2 separate regions of the Ovis aries genome follow, and region 1 is linked to region 2. A link is a contact called in public Hi-C data. All regions are on one chromosome and are shown on one strand. Each heading gives the region's core, a stretch centred on a gene start, on an enhancer-like site or on the middle of the called end of the contact. The rest is flanking DNA. Distances are from core to core; before and after follow the strand shown. Region 1 overlaps DAB2 (DAB adaptor protein 2). Region 2 overlaps LOC132657916 (a long non-coding RNA gene).

Region 1 (2,769 bases), core at 126-2,625, 190 kb after region 2:
GGCTCATTTTCTTTTATGACTTGGTACTTGTGGACTGTATTACCTATCTAATGAGGAAAATTTAAAAACATGTGGTAGAAAAAAAGGACTTCAAAGTGCAACAAACATTTGAATATGTGCTACAGCTAATTCATCTTTGAAAAGAAAGTGAAAGTGTTGCTCAGTCAAGTCTGATACTTTGCCCACCAGGCTCTTCTGTCCCTGGAATTCTCCAGGCAAAAATACTGGGGTGGGTAGCCATTCCCTTCTCCAGGGCATCTTCCTGACCCAGGGATCGAACCTGGGTCTCCTGAATTGCAGGCAGGTTCGTTACCATCTGAGCCACCAGGGAAACCCAATTCATCTTTAGAGTGATTTAATCTAATAAGAACCATGTCAGCCTCAAGGCTTAATAAAGGTTGGCATGTAGATGCTCTCTATCAATGCTCTCCAGAGAGCTGACTTTCTGGCACTCAAGAATCCTCTTCAAGCTGGTCTTCTGATTTAAGTCCTCTGTTCCGCTTCCTCCCTTCAGGTGGTGTGCCAGTTCTCTCTGCTCAGGCAGCGCCATGGAGCCCAGCACCTTTAGTCTTCAGTCAGTCCCCTTCAGTGGTCCCAGGCGCTATGATGGCTGGTCAGCCTTCAGGATTCAGTCAGCCAATCGTCTTTACCACAAGCCCAAGTGTTCCGGGTTGGAACCAGCCTTCCTCTTTCGCGGTCTCAGTTTCCTCTCCACCCCCTGTAGCTTGGGGCACATCAGCATCCATAACACCCAATACATGGTCAGCAAACAGCCCTCTGGGGAACCCTTTTCAGAGCAATGTGTTTCCAGCTCCTGCTGTGTCCGCCCAGCCCCCCTCTATGCTCTCCTCTCTCCTGGTCACTCCTCCTCAACCACCTCCCAGAACTGGCCCTCCAAAGGATGTCCCCAGCGATGCCTTCATTGCCTTGGACCCTCTTGGGGACAGAGAAGTCAAGGAAGTGAAAGAAATGTTTAAGGACTTCCAACTGCGGCAGCCACCTACTGTGCCGGCAAGGAAGGGAGAGCAGAACTCCTCTGGGACCTCGAGCGCCTTCTCCAGTTATTTCAACAGCAAAGTTGGCATTCCTCAGGAGAACGCAGACCATGATGATCTGGACGCTAATCAACTGTTGAGAAAGATCAATGGTAAGCTACCTACTTCTCTGACAACTGCACCCACAAGGATTTCAGTCGTATGAATCCGGAGAGTCTCTCAGAACCCTCTCCAGACCCCTCATAGCTGTACTCTTGCTTTTTTCATCTATCAGGGGCTATGGAGACAACTTAACCATTTAGCTTATGGAGTTAACAGGGTACCTTGGTTAGCTATTTCTAAGGACTGGCCCAGTGCTGCCCTCTTGTGACAATTCTTAAAAGGGCTGCTGAGAGCTATTGAAATTCAATGGGTTGTGGCACCCGGAGGACTGCAGGTAGGTATGTAGGGCTGTAGGCTCATTTTTTTTCATTAATAGATATGCATGGATCATACTACCCATCTAATGAGGGAAGTTAAAAGGCGTGGTAGAAAGAAAGAGCTTTGAAATGCAACCAGTATTTGAATGCTAGCTGTACTTTTATTAGTTAGTTAATCTATCAGGTAATTGAATCTCTAGAAGTCTTTATTTCTGTGTTGGCCTCAAGGCTTAATGAAGTTTTGCCATGTAGGTGTTTTTAAGTGAGGGAATTCTGAATCTCTTCCACTTCAAGTGAATATGCCTGGCTTCCTCTTCCAAGAAGGGATGAATTTTGCTTGTAATCATCCCTGGAAGTCCTGGTATTTGGTGTGATAATTTTTGTTTGGTCAATGTCAGTTTCAAAAATATGAAACTTAATTTCTAAGATAAGCCTGACTGGAGGACTTGGGCTTGCATTGGAGGAAAGCTTGTTTACCGACTACTTTTTCACCTTCTAGATCTACCAAAGCCAGCTCCCCGACACAGTGCCCCGCCAGTTACCAAATCTGCTGACAATGCATTTGAGAACCCCTTCTCTAAAGATTCTTTCCGCTCATCACCAGCCTCTGTAAGTACCAACTATTAGAAGCTGATATTCCAAAGTACACGCCACATAGAGTTATCACCTCCTGAATTAACCTTGCTTGTATCTTTGACAGTAAAGGACATTTGAATAAGATTTATCACTAAGAACCACTGCAGTGTAAACCTCAACTCAAACTGGGGAAAGATTATTTTTACAGGAACTACTCTCTTGAATTTGAGAAGCAATATCATATAGAAAAGTCCTTTGTCTCTCACTTAATCTAGCCTGGGAAAGCCCTTTGGAAGAAAATTGAGCCAAAACACTATGCTTAAAAACCTTTCAAACGTTTAATTTCCTAACACAAAATTACTTAGCTCATAAAAACAATATTTTGCATTTTGGGGGAGCAAACATAATTCTGAATCTTGCTTTTGATGTAAATATTAAATATATATCAATCACAAGCAGGAAAACACAAATCATTGTAAACCCATACAATATCTGATTAGTCTGTGACCTAAGCGATTTTTAAACGAATCTGAGAAGTCTTAATTATAGGTATTTTCTTATCATTGTAATTATAGTTATTGACTAGGTGGTTTTGTTTCCATAGATGGCTTCTCTTCAACCCACATCATCCGATATATATAGAGATCCATTTGGAAATCCTTTTGCCTAACTTCTGTAAGTAGAAGATCCTGCTAAGCTTAGGCTTCGTAAGAAAGGGTGGCACAGAGAATAAGGGTGAAATTTGAAGTTTAGAAATGGAAAGAAAAAGTTCTTCTGAA
Region 2 (2,735 bases), core at 125-2,624:
AGATACGGCAATCCCTTCCAGTACTGGGAAATCCCATGGACAGGGGGAGCCTGGCAGGCTACAGCCCTTGAGGTCACAAGAGTTGTACATGGCTTGGTGACTAAACAACAACAAAATGGAGCAGATGGAGGCTGGTAGTAGCTGGCCACACCCTTCACCTCTTAGGAATATTGAGTCTGACTCCAGTGTCTATCAGTGCAGTTACTGAGTTTTGTCCTTTCCCTTGAGTCTTAGTTGCCAATCTCGGGTGTCCCACTGATAGAATAAAATGGAAGTAAACGAAGTTCTTTGGAAGAAAGAAAATATAGTGTAAACATAAATATTTAGGACAGCTATTTGGAATCATTTGGGCCATTCTTAAGAGTTTTCATTATTATGTATTACAATAACTTCATTTTCATATAACAGATAAGAACCAAATGTTTATCACAAGTCAGACATAATGATAGACTTTGGCACTGCAGAAAAGAAGACATAGCCCCTGTTCTTTCAGAGTCCTTTACTATTGCGTAATATTTACAACACAGCATCCTGATGCTAGGTAAGCTAAGGCAACTAACAGCAGACGGAGGACATGCTTCTACAGAAGTCGGGGTAGATTTCAAAGAAGAGACATCATCTGATGTGGCTTTTGAAAAATGAAAGCCATCAGTCATTAGGTAGGAAAAAGAAAATAGGGGAAAACATCTCAAAGAGAGATAATAATGGCATGTGCAATGACAAAGACTCAGCACATATGCCTTTGGAGGGTGTGCTAAGTCACTCAGTCGTGTCTGACTTTGTGGCTCTATGGACTGGGGCCTGCTAGGCTCCCCTGCCCATGGGATTTCCCAGGCAAGAATACTGGAGTGAGTTGCCATGTCTTCCTCCAGGGGACCTTCCCCACCCAAGGATCTTCCCCAAACTCGCATCTCCTATGTTTTCTGCAATGGCAGCCAGGTTCTTAACCACTAGCACCACTTGGGAATCCTTTGGGGTGGAGTGACGCCAAAAGATGGGCCTAGCAGAGCCACTTGAATCGAAACTGCAGGTGGCTTTAGATCGTCTGTTAAGGAGTTTCGGGTTTTTCTACATGTGAAATGGGGAATATCAAAGGTTTTAAAGCAAAGGGCCAGCTCAAAGAATGCTGTGTTTATAATAAGTCTCTGACCTCAAAGTAGACTAGGATAAGAAAACAAGGAGTTAGGAAATAGTTGTGATCACCTGGGGGGAATTGGTGAGTGCCTGAACTCCATGTGCAGTGTCAGGAAGAAAGAGAAGAAACAGATAGGAGAAAACTTTCAGAGGAGAATGGAATTGAGAATGACTCAGTGATTTTAAGCTTGGGTGTCTGGGTACATGGAAATAGTCTGCTAAGATAAGGAGGAGTACAGGAAGATCTGGCTGAGGAGGAGATAAGGGTGCAGCTGGGGACATGTGACACTGGAGATGAACTGTGGGAAAGCTAGGAGGTATTTGGGCAGGAGTTCAGGAGAAAAGTCTAGGTTAGATGCGGGAATAATCGGTGAGCAGACGAGGCTTGAGCCTAGGTGAGTGACTGTGAGAATACCCAGTGAAAGTATGTAGAAAGAGAGCAAGATGCTAAGGATAGAACATTTAAAGGGCCACAAGGAGCGAGAAGGGAGATCTGGAAAAGGGGTGAGAAAAAAATCATTAAGAGAAGAAATCAAGACACAGCCTCTCTCAAAAGCCAAGGCCAGGGGAATGTCAAACAAGACAGAAGTAGTTCCAGTGTTAGATGTTAGAGAAAACTATGCAGAATAAAAACCAAAAAGAAATGGTTATGAGATAAAGAAATTGCGAAGTACTTGGGTGATGCTAGCTTTAAGCAGACTGTGTTTTTCTTATGTTTAGATAATTGAAGTGAGTATCTTAAAATAGGTGTTTTAGAGAACTTTTAGATGTCTCTTATTTCAGAAATCTCTGGAAATGCTGATTTTTCCGTTGACCATGAAATGTGCTTATATCCTTACATTTTTTTTTCTTTAGGATAAACAATTTTTTACCAAATAAGCAAAAAAAGGCATTCTTTTTTTGTTTGTTTGTTTTGAAGGGGTAAACTGTATATGAAAATGGCCATTAGTGAAAGGGTTGGAATTGATAACAGCAATTTTTCTCTGTAGGAAAGGAAATAACTTAGATTCAGGAAAAGTAGCTTGCTGACAAGGCAGTCAGTCACATGGCTCCCTGAAGGAAGTTAAGAGACTAGTTTTTTAAGGTCATAGTTCTATGAAAAGTGAAGTTGAGGCTCACTTGAATAAAGTTTTCTTTGGTTATACTGAGTGGACTGTCAAAAAAAAAAAAATCCAGCAGAAACACAAAAGGCTGAGGTAGTAATGCCTCTCTCCATGCTACAAGCTTAGAAATGTCAAGTTAAATTATTTGCTGGAAGAGTAAATATCTTGAAATATGGTAAGAAAATGCATAAGTAGAATTTATTTAACACTCTATTTCCATTCTATGCATGTAAATGCATATTTTCTTGAACAAAACATCAAAAGTAAAACTTGAAAAAATATGGCATTCTCCTTTTGTGAAGCCTTGGATCACAGGCTCACCATATAAATATACATTATGTTTTCTTATATTCATGTAATTCCCTGGTGGCTTAGACGGTAAAGCGTCTGCCTACAATGCGGGAAACCCGGGTTCAATCCCTGGGTTGGGAAGATCTCTTGGAGAAGGAAATGGCAACCCACTCCAGTATTCTTGCCTGGAAAATCCCATGGACGGAG

The links. A called contact is a pair of places that touch in the nucleus more often than the background predicts.
Region 1: a Hi-C map of liver shows a contact between it and region 2, with 4 times the contacts expected there. The contact joins two enhancer-like sites. A contact is called at or near these places in 3 of 16 Hi-C or Micro-C datasets (liver and tail adipose tissue).

The regions. Positions count from the first base shown.
Region 1 is chr16:35,234,181-35,236,949 of ARS-UI_Ramb_v3.0, forward strand. It overlaps DAB2 (DAB adaptor protein 2), which reads left to right. Exons shown (of 15, transcript XM_060400473.1): 11 at 515-1,147; 12 at 1,914-2,023; 13 at 2,595-2,665. The coding sequence ends at 2,660. Among named protein-coding and RNA genes, the nearest start is that of C9, 19 kb to the right of the region's middle. Within about 2 kb of position 1,376, at least 3 of the 54 cell types and tissues checked have an H3K27ac peak or open chromatin away from gene starts, as enhancers often do. A contact at or near this core is called in liver, where this site is marked.
Region 2 is chr16:35,039,852-35,042,586 of ARS-UI_Ramb_v3.0, forward strand. All of the region lies in intron 1 of LOC132657916 (a long non-coding RNA gene), which reads left to right. Among named protein-coding and RNA genes, the nearest start is that of DAB2, 140 kb to the right of the region's middle. Within about 2 kb of position 1,375, at least 5 of the 54 cell types and tissues checked have an H3K27ac peak or open chromatin away from gene starts, as enhancers often do. A contact at or near this core is called in liver, where this site is marked.